Regions from separate parts of the Triticum aestivum genome. Here region 2 is linked to region 1. A link is a contact called in public Hi-C data. All regions are on one chromosome and are shown on one strand. Each heading gives the region's core, a stretch centred on a gene start, on an enhancer-like site or on the middle of the called end of the contact. The rest is flanking DNA. Distances are from core to core; before and after follow the strand shown.

The links. Hi-C and Micro-C count contacts between places; a contact is called where the count stands out from the background.
Region 2: a contact with region 1 is called in a Hi-C map of leaf, with 2.5 times the contacts expected there. The contact joins the promoter of LOC123166011 here to the promoter of LOC123164316 in region 1. A contact is called at or near these places in 2 of 5 Hi-C or Micro-C datasets (both in leaf).

What each region holds. Positions count from the first base shown.
Region 1 is chr7D:259,520,021-259,527,542 of IWGSC CS RefSeq v2.1, reverse strand. LOC123164316 (nuclear speckle RNA-binding protein A) reads right to left here and starts at 3,632. Exons shown (of 6, transcript XM_044581739.1): 1 at 3,248-3,632; 2 at 2,280-2,395; 3 at 1,952-2,195; 4 at 1,604-1,665; 5 at 1,425-1,506; 6 at 360-808. The coding sequence starts at 3,500. The coding sequence ends at 705.
Region 2 is chr7D:260,240,307-260,247,828 of IWGSC CS RefSeq v2.1, reverse strand. LOC123166011 (cytochrome P450 78A9) reads left to right here and starts at 3,404. Exons shown (of 2, transcript XM_044583770.1): 1 at 3,404-4,520; 2 at 4,634-5,602. The coding sequence starts at 3,510. The coding sequence ends at 5,281.

The sequences.
Region 1 (7,522 bases), core at 2,383-4,882:
AATACTTAGGAGAGTGGACTTGGTTGTTCAAATATGCTTGACAATCCTTAGTTCATGACCACTTTGACATTTAACACGATCGCCAGGCATGCAACTCTGAACTATAATAGGAGAGCCCCCTAATTCTACACTAGTTAATTAAGGTGGGGAGAGGTGATCACTACCACAGAGCAACCACATGTACTCCCTCTGTTCAAAAATATAAGTATTTTTAGAGATTCCAATAAGGGACTAGGAGCAAAATGAGTGTCTATATACAAACATATGTAGTTTGTATTGAAATCTCTAAAAGACTTATATTTAGAAACAGAGGCAGTATAAAGGATATATACATATTAACCTAGGTATATGGACAGATGTGCAAGACGAAGAAAAGAGTTGATATTACTAGCACGGCTAAACAAACGAGCAAGTGCTTTAAGAAAGTTAGCGTTACACATGATAAAAGACTGATATTGTCTGGGTCACGCCGCGAGATAACAAAATACAGTAGACCATAAATACTAAAGCAGACACACATGCGACCCCGAGAATCTAATGGATACTGAACAGCGAGATTATTGCATCGTCCTTTTCACGCTTTCACGACAAGGGCTGACGAACCCTACGAGCCACCGGCGGAGAATTCGGCGCAAAGCGTTACACCAAGCAGGTTCGATCGCTCGTATAAACGGTAGGTTCGTCAACCGCCTGACCCGCACGACTTAACGCCTACCACGAGGCCCGCCAGCTGACCTCGGACCAGGAAAGCGCGAGAATTGCAGCCTTAAATGGGCTGATTCACGATCGTGTTCGTCAAACTTATAACCTGCAAAATGAATCGTGACGGTTTATTTCGCTTCGTCGTTGGGACAACATAACGAACCTCAAACGTTAACGCCATGCCATCAAGGATTCAGGTGTGAGCATTAGATCCAACAACACATAGGAAAAGAGATACAGAAACAACTATAAACTGGAATAGATTGGCAAGGATACATTGACGTGGATGTTCGAACTGTACAGTACTGCAGAGCCGAGCAACGTATAGATGGTCAAATGACTTCACACTAATCTCTAGAACCAAAATTGCAAATTCTACACATACAATAAAATGCCCTAGAAAAATCATGGTCCGAATAAATATTCTAGTATTATCCCAGCGCAGCGAAAGGTGAGTTTTTGGCTATTAATGCCAGCTAAGGTCAACTGGTCACTATCCCTAAAGCACAATCTACCTATGCTGCAGATATTGCACAAAGAAAGTACAACAGACAATTGATCATGCTTACCAATTTCAAAGCAAGCTTGAGAACAAACTAATGGGGAATGCACAAATATGTAAACCAAAAATGAAAACATACAATACTGAATATTATCAGAGATAAAAGTATGATTATCTATACAACTACATAATCCAAATCTGCAAACACAAGTATTTTCACCTTGCAGGGCTTCAAGTGCAATAGTAGCTTGGGCAGGGCTATCAAAATCAACGAAACACAGGACATGAGGATCTCCACCAGGCTGCAGCAAAGTTGACAGGTCAAGATATGTCATCATTAAAATATAATATACAGTTTCTTAACACAAATAAACCAACAGAAGGGCAAAATATACATACGTGTCTTGACTCTTTGTTGACAAGCCTCACTTCACGGAAACCAACAAAAGGGCGGAATATATCTGTAGTGGAGAAGGTTAAGGAGCAAAAGCACTTATGGAGCGAGATGATACACTTCTAAATTCTCTGCTGGTGCATCATATTGAACAAGCAGCTTGTCAGGGCATATAAAATAAATGGAGAGGGACTGAACAACAAAGATAAAGGCTGCAAGAACAAGAGTGTCATTAACCAACAGGAAAGGAACTATATGATGAATATCAGTGGTGTGACATCAAAGAATACTCAACCATCAATTAAGAAATGAAGTTAAGCACATCATGGTAGCAACATAGCTTATAAGGATACGTGAAACCTCCCTACGGGTGCAGTTTGCAGGCAGACCTTCAATATACAAGGTGTTGGATGCATCCGGGGGAAGAGGAGGCTCAGGTCTTGCACCATACCCCATGGCTCTGCTGTCCATACCAACGACACCCATCATACGGTGGTCATCAACAGGATATCCACTCATTCCACCACCAACCATTGCAGCTCCACCCATGGCACCAACAACTGCCCTACTTGGTTCATTGGCTGCCACAGAAGGCATCTAGAAGCACAAGAACAAGGCTAAAGTATCAAGACAAAGTGCTCAGAATAATTATGTGAGTTCTTACAACGAAGTTAACAATACCCCATTGCGTAAGTAGCGGTCGTAAGATGCTCCAATTGCTTCATTGTCTCTAAGTGAGTGGTAACCTGCATTTTCCCGCGGATAATATCCAGCCATCTCTTGTCCTCCAGGACCATCTGCAAAAACAATAAAAAAAACAAGGTTTCATGTAAATCTCACTAGCCAACAATATCTTTAATTAATATAACCAGCAAACTAAGAATATTCAGTAGATAAACAAGTTATAAAAAGGGCATAATTACAAGGAGAAAATATGGAAGCACACTAACAGTTAGAGAAGTTAGAGTAGCTACATACAAGCATTTAACTGTCATGAGAACTCCAGGATTTCTTATAAGGCAGGCAACACCAGTCGTTACACACCATTGATCCACACACACATTTGGTACTAACTATTAAAAACTGGTATAATGAAATCCAAACAACCAACAAAAAGCTCTGACTAAAATTGAGCTACGAGAGCCAGATTTGAAGAGTACATCTATTATTTTTCCTCTAGCAACGGAACCGGGGAGACGAAGTGATGTGGCAACAATTATTGCACCAAAAGTCCAATCAGCAGATTTACCACATGTATCACTTGAGTTTTTCAAGCCTGCAAGCATCTCTCGGTATCGTTCTTGAAAATACTCCGGACAGATTTGTGGTAGAAAATCAACCCTTTTTTAGACTCTAAAATAAAAGGTAGTAGTTCTGGTACGGGTATCGATCTAGTGCTATGATAATGCTGGAGTATTACCCCCATATAGGCTAAACCCGCTACGACGTTTACAAAATTAGTGACCGTATTACTAGATCTAAGCAATATCTCATCTACAACTATATAAAACCAAAACTACCACTAACCACGAGACAATACAGACGCACAAGCACAAACAACGACATAAAGAGCAAAACAACCATCATAGCGAGAACAAAAGGATCCAGATCTAGATTCTAGGGGGCAGATCCGAGGGCCGCGAACTCACCGCCATAGTCTGGGCGCGCGCGCTTAAGCGACGGCGCGGCCGCCTGCTGCTGCTGTTGCTGCTGCTGCTGCTGTTGCGCCATCGCCGCCTGCTGGTGCTGGTGCTGGTGCTGGTGCTGCTGCATGCCCCCCGCGGCCGTCGCGGCCTGCGCAACGGTAGCTGCAGGGGCCATCCCCGCCGCGGCCGCCGCAGCCGCCACCATGGCCTGCTGCTGCCGCGCGTCGGCGTACCTCCAGTAGTTCTCCGCGGCCATCGTTCGCCCTCGTAGGCAGGTCAGACGGCGGGCGATGTGGGGGCGAGGCGAAGTCTTCGTGCGGCTAGGGTTTCCGAGCACGAGAAACAAGGGAGAGAGAGAAAGTGTTTCGGTTTGGTCTCGGCGTGTAGGAGAGAGAAAGATAAAGAGAGATCGGATGGCATCACGTGGCGGTCGTTTGTCAGGAAAGCGTACCATATGTTCGTCTGGGCCGCAGAAGCTTCGCGACCGAACGGCTCCGGCGTTCGGGCCGTGATCCAATATGCGTGGCTCAGGCGGTTCGGGCCACATCATGCATGGGCCGCTGTGATAGTTTTTTAGTAGTAGCACAATGGATTGCCTAAAACAAAAACAAAAAAGCATAATGGTGCCAGCTGAGTATGCTCGCAGGAGCTATATCTCGCTCACGGCGAGATCGAATAAAGTCTCGCCTGAAAGATTTCCTGTGTGATACAGTACTAGGCCAGCCTGTATTCGTGCAATACATCATCATCACTTGCTCACTGCTGGCTCGCTGTTGCTTCGGTTTCCTCTACGTGACTTTTATGTTTCATTTATTTTTTTATTCACCTTTTTTTTCATTTTTCTGTTCTTTCTTTGTTTTTCACGGGGATATTTCGTTTCTTTCTCTGTTTTTACCAGTATATTTTCATTGATTTTTTCTTTCTTTCTCTGTTTTCATACACATTTTGAACAACTTTTTAACATTTTATGAGTACATTTTTCATACATATTTTATATTTTTATATATCAGGAATGTTTTTTATATATACATTAAAAAATTCCAGATACGTGATTAAAAAAATTAAACATATTTTTATGTCTATTTTCTACATACACATTGTACTTTTTTTGTATACAAACATTTATATGTGTGTTTAACATTTTTAAAGTACATGGTTAAATATTTTAAAAACATATATCTTTTGATGTCTACTTTTCCCATAAACATTGTACATTTTTTGTCTTAAAAACAGAAATATTTTCTATATGCGTGTTTAACATTTGTTAAAAGAAAGCGTTAACAATCGGACCGCTGGCCGAATTTCATAGTCGACGGGAACGTCTCCTCCCGCTAAACGCACATTATCGGAAGTCTGAATAAGTACAAGAAAATGCGAGCATCAATGTCAAGTCTGAGACTTGAACTCTGGTGGGCACGAGATAGCAATGTGCTCCTAACTATCCAACCACAGGCTGGTTCGCAAGTGGGTTATATATTAACACTCAGCTGCAGCACGGATCCAAGAAGTATTGTGAGAGTATAAAGTGAACCATGTATTCCCTCAAAAAAAAGTGAACCATGTATTAATAAAGTACTAGCAAAAAAACCCGTGGGTTGCAACGAGAGAAGAAGATACCACATACCCATAACCCAAATAATCATGAGTCAAGAAACCAACAGGTACATGTTCTTTATTTCAACATGACACCCTATCTTGTTGACATTTGTCCGTCGTTGCATTCTTGCATACGATGATCATAGTGCTTATAGAACCACAACGCGCTTGAACGTGGTCAATCATAAACCGTCTCTCTCGTGGCATAAGACGAGGTTTTTCTCTTGCTACATTTATTTCGTCTCCAATTTGTTTGTACGCTATTGATTAAGGTTGCACTCTAAATAGCATTTCTTTTAAATAGTTAAGAGGTAAAAATAACATCATATTCGGATTCTACTCATCTTTCTAATCAAATTTCATGTATAACATGTTAAAATTGGAGTTATGGTTTAAAAGATATGGATATTTCAAAAAAAACATTTGTTCTACGTAGACTGCGGGTTAATTAGCATAAAAGACATGGTGTTTTTTTATAAAAAACGCAAAAAAGATCCAATTTGTCACTTAAAAGTGAACTGCAGGTTGATTACCTGAAAAGTGTAGGGGGTTTGCATAAAATTCGAAAAATGTTCCATTTTGCCACTTAAAATAGGACTGTGGGTTGAATATCAAAAAAACACAGGGACGTTTTTACAAAAATGCCTACAACATACGACCAGAAGCAGCAGTAGCTTTATTATTAGGTAAAGATTACTTAGTTATAACTAACTAATTTACATGGGTAGGGTGTGGGTGCATGCGTTCATATAGGTGAGCGTATCCTTGTGTATGTGATCGACTTCTATGGTACTGTGTTGAAAAAAACTACTATGCATGTTGACTTTTAATTTGATTGTATGTGGCGTTATAACCTTTTTTGACATCAAAGTACTCTTTATTGCAAGGTGATTATCATATTATCTTTTACAAGAGTATCAACAATCTCTACGGGTGGATCTTTCATCCACCCCGCACACACCTTACTTCTATCTAGTTTTTGCTAAATCGTGGGCAGCACAATTATGCCTCTAGGAGCATGCTAAAAAAGTGCGGAAAATCACACGCAAGGTGATATATATCATCAAAAACTGCCGCCGATAGACCGAAAGAGCAACCTCCATTCTTCATTGTCTCTATCACTTTGATGTTGTCGAAGTTCACATCTATGCGGTTACACCCGAATGTAGTTGCCAAACTGAGACCAAACTGTAAGGCCGGTACCTCGGCCATAAGCGCATCTCTGCACCAATTGATTTCCCCGTTTCCCGCCACGACGAATCTGTCATTCGAGTCTCTGATGACAGCGCCACACGAGCCCTTGAGTAAGTCTGGGTCAAAAGCCCCATCCACATTTAGCTTCACATAGTTGCTCCTTGATCTTTCCCAGCCATGTCGCTTGATCGTTGCCTTTGCATCACTCGCCATAGTATTGTTAACATCCAAAGCTCTGATTGCCATTGCCATGAACTTGGGTTCTTAGACCTTTTCATTATGCACTAACTTTCTCTTCTCCCACCATAAATACCAGGAACCAATGGCAATTGCTTCCATTGAATTTCCCAGACCAAGGAACACCCATTCTTCAGCTGGTTATAGCAATAAATACTCTAGCACAACTTCTCCCGCACAACGCATGCTTTATCAATAGCAAAGTCCAAACCCAGTAACCGCCATACCTCTTTAGCTTTTCCACAAGTGACTAACAAGTGCTTGGTATCCTCCGCTCTATACCGCATGTAGGACATTTCCCACTGACTTTTATATGTCTGTTATCCAAAGTCAGACGACAAGGTAGCAATCCTAAGTTCCTAACAAAGTTCGCCAAAGGAAAATTTTAACCTTAGCAGGACAGCTTAAGCTCCAGATTGTCCCCATATTGGTGAATTCCGTGAGGGTCCGATTGTATTTTCTCCTAGTATTTTATGTCCATATTGGTTGTGCCACTCCGCAAAGTATGCCGATCTCACTAAGAAACTCCCATTTTTGCACAAGTTCCATGCTACAAAGTCCGACATATCAAATTCAGACAACGAAATCGCAAGGATCTACGCGACATCAACTTGTCAGAATGTTTGAGGAACCAACTCTTCATCCCAACATCCCGGAACAGGGTCAATGAAATCACTTACTTTTGATAGTAAATTGTCTCCATGAGCCGTGATCACTTTCCTGGTAGGTGAGTTAGGGATCCATTCATCATCTCAAACATTGGTCCAACTACCATCACCGATCCTCGATATATGACCTATTTTTAGTGTCTGCATCCCCAACATAATACTTTGTCATGTGAATGAGGCTCTCTTTTCCAGAGTTGCATTCAATATATCACAATCTGGATAATATTTGGCTTTGAGAACATGGGCACAAAGGGAATCCAAATTACCAATTAATCTCCAAGCCTGTTTCGCAAGCAAGGCTAGGTTAAAACAATGAATATCCCGAAATCCTATTCCACCTTCTTTCTTTGGCACACACAACTTCCACCATGCAAACCGGTGTATTCTCCTCTGATTGTCACTATCACCGGACCAATAATGCGACATCGCATCTGTAATTCCTTTACAAATCTGTTTTGGAATTTTGAAAATCAACATTGCATAAGATGGTATAGCCTGTACAACTAATTTGAGTAGCACTTCCTTTCCTCCTGTTGAAAGTTGCCTTTTCTTCCATCCCATAATTCTTTTCATAACTCGGTCC
Region 2 (7,522 bases), core at 2,155-4,654, 720 kb before region 1:
TCTCCCCCTTTAGGTCCATATCAACCCATTCATCAACCCGGAACGATCATGTCCCTTCTATCATCCTAAGAACGAGCATATTTTCTTCTTATCTCTTCCATATGTATACATTCTTAGAATCAATAGAAACCGTCTTTCAATCTCGTTTAACTCTAGCAAAATTTTAGTGGAGATAGCACTAGGCCTCTCCACTGCCCCGTCACTTTCATCCACAAGCGTGCGTCGAAAACCCATTGTCAAGCGCAATTTCTCTGCTAGTGGCGTTTGCTTTAACTTCCAGGTCCAATATTGTATGCCTTTTTGTGGAATGAGTCTTCTTCTTTTCTTTAGAAAATTTTTGTACGGCCTTGATTTTTTTTAGGGGAAAAAAAGGATACGGCCTTGATGAGTGGTCGTACGTTGGTACTACTACGACGATATCCTGTTAAACCCTGGACACGTCACGCTGCCACGAACCCCAGCGAATTGAACCCACTCTAACGACACATTAACTAGATTGATCAATGGGATCGATGGCGCCATTGATGCACCTGGCCCCAGCCCCATCCGCCCACATTTAACGCCCATTACTCGGCCGCCCCGCACGGCGCGTCATGGTCTGGATGCGTCGCGTCCCGCGTTGCTCGCCGGCACGAGGCCCCGACTCGTAACTAATCGCCCGAACGTACAGGCACAGGTACAGGGTGCAGCCATCTGACGCGAACACATCGCGCCGACCAGGCGATGCACCTTGCCTGCGCTGCGCGGCCGGTCGACGGCCGCGGTGTGGTCGCCATCGAGGCGGAGACGGGACGTGACAACCGGCTGAGCTCTCAGCGGCGCGCGGCGCGCGGCAGCAAGAGCAGTCAGGTATAGTACGGTCCAGCCCGTATGCCCGTCGCGTCCAGTCCCATCTGACGCGTCGCTTGCTCGGGCTGGCTGCGCATTGGGCAGCCACAGAGAGCTCACGTGCCCTCGACACCCTCGGGCCCCACCGCAGAGTGCCGCGCCACGCAGGACCCACGTGTGCTCCGTTCCGTTATGCGTGTCTGGGTTGTCGGGCCTACCCGCGCGCCCGCCGGCGGCGGTGGCCATGGAACCAAGCAGAGGTGATCAGCGGAGCTGTAGGGGGTAGTACTCCCGCCATTATTGCATTATTAAACTATATTTCTCTCCACCGGATCATACTACTACCTCCGTCCTCGTTTATTGATCCCATTGTATTTTATGTGAAATTTTGACCATAAATTTAACTAACAAAATGTCTATGCATGTCACAAAAATCTATATCTTTAAAAATGTTTAAATACGAATCCAATAATATAATTTTTTAATGCATTAATATTTTGTTAGTTAAATATTTGGTTAAAATTTGGCACGGATTACAAAGTGGACCAATATACGAGGACAGAGGTAGTAGTAGTGTAGTGGGACTAGGGCATCTTCGCCGACCATCAAATCGCCACAAACATGTGGACCAAGGTGTCTGACAATGAGTCGACACCGTGTCCACGTCGATCCATGCCGTCTTCACCACATGCGCGTACATATTTTAACAATGTCATGGAGGAGAAGCAGACGGTGACGGCGTTCTGGCTCGCGCAAGAGGACCGGCGCTACAACCCTGCTCTCCTCGCGTATCCGGATGGTGGAAAGGGCAATGTACGGTGAGTTCGTTAGCGGAGGACCTCGACTTTGTCAAGCAAAAACAAGCGCTTTACGAGGCTACGCGCAGTAGCGCTCACGTCGGCTGCAACACAATCTTGGACGCGAAGGCGACGCGGGCTAGGGGATAGCGAACAGGAACATGGGCAACTCCGCGTCGTTCGCGCGGTTTGCGTTGGGCTACGACGACGACGAGGTTTGCTCGTCTGTGTCGCTCGTGGACCTCACTCTACCGGCGACGTCCACACGACTGACTCCGACGAGGAAGAGCAGGAGGTCGGACATGGATCTTGGCATATCTCGTTTCCCATGCGGGGAAGCTCCGTGTCCCATGTCCTACTCTTCCCCTTGCTGGCGATTCGCAAGTTCACTTCTCGGAGCTCATGGCTACTGAGCTCGCCAGACATGGGGAACACAGGACGTGGAACAGAGATGCCTCCATGGCCGGCAAAGATGCTGAGCTCGTCGGACATGGGAAAGATGGGACGTGGAACAGGGACGCCTCCATGGCCGGCAAAGATTTATAAAATGTTGTGTTCATTTTTGCTTAATAAAATATATTAAAAATGCCATGAGTTTGGTTCGATTTAAATAAAATCATCTGGCTTGCATGAAAATTGTCTAGTTTGATCAAATTATGTTTGCAATGTGTCTGGATGTCTGATGATAGGGTTGGATGGCCGGCTCCGTATCACTATTCGTGAACGCGAACGCGGACATATACTATGTCCGTTTAGGAGGTAGCGTAGGCGATGCCCTCACGAGCCATATATAGGGCTGAAGACGAGTCGACTTCAAATGAGTTGCACTAGTGCTCAGCTCAACTTCAAATGAGTTGCACTAGTGCTCGGCTCAAGTTATACTAAGATTTCAACGAAACGTAAGATCAAGTTGTAGAAAGTAGCTCGTGCTCTGCTTGTAACTATTTTGAGTGGGTTTAGAGCTAAATAAGTTTTTTTTCTTCCAATAATTTAGAGGAACATTTGTAACAAAAAAGGCCACAACACAACATAAGAACCCACTATAAAATATTATTCCCTACCAGATAAGGATTTAGTAAAAATATATCAGAGATCATGGATGAACTAGCAAGAAAATAAAATGAACATGTGTCTATTCTTAAACTTTAGAAAAAAATAAGATATTTAACACACGGCTATTAAAGCCTAACTTGTTATCAATCAAGCTTTAATGTTTCTGCTAGTAGATAAAATCAAGAAAAATCATACACAACACATATAATTATAAATTATCCTTTTTTTAATAGATACCAGAAATACTTAATATAATTATATTTTATCAAGGTATAGAGCGAGCCAATGTTGCGTCAAGATTGGCTTGTCTCTCGATCGAGTTACATAGAGTAGTCATCCACTGTTCATTTCTTTTTCAGTCAATTTTGAACCACTCACAAGCCCTCGAGCTTTTCTTACAGCCTTATCCACACAGACACAAGGCAAGCACACATTAGGCATGTATTAGCAGTTAATAAGACTATCTTATCTTAAGCCCGTCATGTATTTGTTAGAAGACAATATAAAGTACTGTACAATGAGTTATTTCTTCGTCTTATTTTTAATAATAAAATATCTCTAAATATGTGGTGAGACAATTACTAATAAAGGGTTAAAATAGGACATGCCTTTTCTTTAATTGTAAGACTCTTGTTATTTGATCAGGGGTTTAAAAAAATCATTTATCACTTTACATGGACTCCGCCGCTATAAAAGGCGGTGCCCCGCGGTCTCGTCCTCCCAAACTCAAACTGCACTTGACTTTCCAGCTCAATCCGTCCTTTCATTTGGCCTCCTAGTGTTTCGGCCTCAGCGCGAGAACGAGGGAAAAGTACGTGCACGTACGTTGACATGGCTCCATCCGAGGAGTGCGGCTGGCTGCTGTACGTTTCCCTCGCCGCCAAATGCTGCGCCAACGGCGACGGCGAGCCTTACCGAGTGGTAGGCTTTGTTGCCGTTCTCCTCGCCGCCTTCGTCGTCACGTCGCTCCTGCGCTGGGCGTCTCAGGGTGGTGCGGCGTGGGGGAGGTATTGGTGGACGAGGAAGGGTCTGGGCATTGGCGAGGCCCGTATCCCGGGGCCACGGGGCTTCCCCGTGATCGGCAGCATGGGCCTCATGACCGGCCTCGCGCACCGGAAGCTCGCGGCGGCGGCGGCGGGAAACGTCAGGCGCCGGCGGCTCATGGCGTTCTCCATGGGGGAGACCCGGGTGGTGGTGACCGCCGACCCTGACGTGGCGAGAGAGCTGCTGGCTAGCCCGGCGTTCGCCGACCGGCCGGTCAAGGAGTCCGCCTACGGGCTTATGTTCCATCGCGCCATCGGGTTCGCCCCCTACGGCGCCTACTGGCGCACGCTCCGCCGCGTGTCGTCCTCGCACCTCTTCTCGCCGCGGCAGGTGGCCGCCTCCGCCGCGCAGCGCGCAGTGATCGCACGCCAGATGGTGGATGCCATGAGGCCCGTCGGCGGCGCTGGCGTCAAGCACGTCGAGGCGCGGCGGTTCCTGAAACGCGCGTCGCTGCACAACGTGATGTGGTCCGTTTTCGGCCGGAGGTACGAGCTGGACGAGGCCGGGAGCGGGGAGGCCGCGGAGCTCAAGAGTCTGGTCGACGAAGGCTACGACCTGCTCGGCCAGCTCAATTGGTCCGACCACCTCCCGTGGCTCGCACGCTTCGACCCGCAGAAGATCCGGTCCAGGTGCTCCGCCCTGGTCCCCCGCGTGAACTGCTTCGTCGGCAGGATCATCGACGAGCACCGTGCCGCCCGGAACGACGACGCCGACGCCGTGGTAGACTTCACCGACGTCCTGCTGTCCCTCCAAGGCAGCGACAAGCTCTCCGACGCCGACATGATCGCCGTCCTCTGGGTATGTTCGTTCATACGCTTAAATGGAAAACACGAATGAACACTTAAATAGATATGCATGTGTCCGATAATTAGCTTGCTCATAACGAGAAATGTTTTCTGTGTGGGTTGCAGGAGATGATCTTTCGTGGCACCGACACCGTGGCAGTGGTGATCGAATGGGTGCTGGCCCGGCTGGTGCTGCACCAGGACGTGCAGGCGAGGGTCCACGAGGAGCTGGACCGGGTGGTCGGGCCGAACCGGGCCGTGACCGAGTCGGACGCCGCCTCGCTCGTCTTTCTCCAGGCCGTGGTCAAGGAGGTCCTGCGCCTTCACCCACCAGGCCCACTGCTGTCGTGGGCGCGGCTTGCCACGTCAGACGTCCACGTAGATGGGTTACTTGTCCCCGCGGGGACCACTGTCATGGTCAACATGTGGGCCATAACCCACGACCCAGTCGTGTGGGACAAGCCGGCGGAGTTCAAGCCAGAACGGTTCCTCGCCGGGCCATCGTCGGACCACGCCGCCGCCGGCGCTGAGTTCTCTTTAACGGGTTCCGATCTCAGGCTCGCGCCGTTCGGGTCGGGCAGGCGGAGCTGCCCCGGCAAGTCGCTCGCGATCGCCACCGTCGGATTCTGGGTTGCCACGCTGCTGCACGAGTTCGAGTGGACGCCGCCGTCGTCCGACGGGCCAGGTGGCGTGGACTTGTCTGAGGTGCTGGGGCTGTCGTGTGAGATGGCAGCTCCGCTGGAGGCAAGGCTGAGGCCGAGGCGTGCTGTGTGATGACGTGGCTGGGCCATGCGGGCAGGGTAGACGTTGGCCTCTTCTTCTTTACTACTATCAGTGCGTGTAGTGTAGTGGTAATGTAGTGTCCCGCTTTGGAAATGTACCTGCTACTACAATAGGTCCGGCCCTGGTACGTGTACTGCTGTCCTTTACTGTTCTTAGCAGGGTAGATGTTTAATTGCGTAGTTATGAGCTACTATCAGGAAGTGAGTGTGACAGTTTTCTTGTGCTTCCGGTTTGCTGCCTAGAGATGTACTACTACAAGTTCCTATGTAAAAATATTTATTTTAATGCAAGTATCAGTTGTGTTAGAGTTGATCTCACGTTGTCATTGACCGAGAGAATAGGGGGAGTCTTTTCCCATTTTTGTGCTTTGATCGGAGGCACGCCAAAACTAACGTTCGGTTTCGGTCTCTGGTTCCTTAGCACTATCACGTATATAAAAAGAGAACGTACACATTTGCATAGGTGAGATATACGGGCTAGACCCCACAGACTCCTAACCACCGATCCATAAAAGGAAGTGTTAGGGTCAGTTTTTTTGGCGGCTTAAAAAATAAGCCGCCTCCTCCCTCGCTTTTCCCATAAGCCATTAGCATCATTTATTGAGGCTTTTGAACTAGTTATGAGATAACTAATTTAGAAGCCTCAAATTCTTTTGGGATCAACTTATTTTTTAAGCTGGGGAGAGGTAGCTTATTTGTTAAGCCGCCCAAAAAAATGGTTAAAAGGGCTAGAAGACCGTCTACCACCGCCGGCCACCATATCAGTGCTGGCGGCTTCCTGCTGCCACCAGCGATCAGCTGCTTTATCTCCACCAACGGATGGCACGAGGGCCATGTCAGTGACTCTCCCTGCTGCCATCTATGTCACCCAGGTGGTGCTGCCCTTCTTCCTCGACCATGCCTTTACTGCCGGAGACCCCAAGGTGCAGCCATGGGCTATCTTCTATTGGTCCCTGCCAATCACGGTTAGTCACTACTATTTTGCATAAAAGGTGTTCTAATCATGAGATTAAGTTCATGTGTTAAAGTTAATCCTAAAAAATTATATCTAACAAGTTGTATCTACCACATGTTTTCAATAAAAAGACAGTGTTGAGAACTAAGGAACGCTTTTGTATATTCCTGTTTATTCTCTTATTAGTTTGTATATATGCGTCCCGTCCCGTGAGATAGCACCATCTGACTGGTCGGAAGCACAGTTCAAAAGGAAATAGTTTGCCGGCCTCAATCATTGCCAATCACATTCCGGCAGGTCAATAATTAAATTATGTTACTGTATCAGGCTGCGCATCAAGATCGATGGATCACAGGATCGCTTGGTTGTTGCTTGTCGTCTGGCCGCTGACGAAGTCAAGAAAACGATGTCGCTACAGTACACAAGAATAACACCTGAGAGATGATCTTCTGAAATTGACATCATCGACGGAGCTAGCCAGATCTTTTTTATCGCCTCGCGCGCGGACGGATGAGATCGGCTTCAGCCACTTGATTCGGGATAGCGGCAGCGAATAATATATGGAAATAATATATATACGGATCCAAGCAAATCGGCCGCGATTTGATGCTTTTTCGGTCTGTTGGTGTATGAATGTCTATTACCCCCCATCCCGCAAAAAAAAAAAAGTAAAAATTAAAAAAATGAATGTATATGCAGTGGGGGATGGATCAATCGATGGCAACTTTGGAGTCATCGCTAGCTGCCCAAGCGAGCGTGTGTGCGCCTAGCTTGGCCTTCATTGTCGCACGCGCGCGCCAGATGCCGATTGAGTTGCTGTCCCTGTCGGCGCGTACGTGGACGCGCCACTCCCGGTAGATCGAACCAAGTTGCACGCACGCGCTCTACGTCCATCACACATATATGCACACATAGTACATTTTTGCACGACGGCTGCTTTCACCTTTTTATTATTATGTTGATCAAGTAAGTTTGCACGATGCATATGGAATAGCTTTTTTTTAGGGGAGCATACGGAATAGCTTGGCGATGCCATTAGCACGGAATATCTCGTCCAAAGATATACCTACCGGCTAATGCCCTCTCTGAAATGGCACACGAGTGCGACGGTCAAGACAATGATGGACCTTAGCTTTATCGACCAAGACCTGGGTGCAAACGACTTTGAAACAGTCAGCTATACTTTCTTATTCTTATACTACTTAAAAAGGAAAAGAAACCACCGTTTGACACGATTGCTTAGCTATAAAAAAAATCAACAATCAACAAAAAAAATTT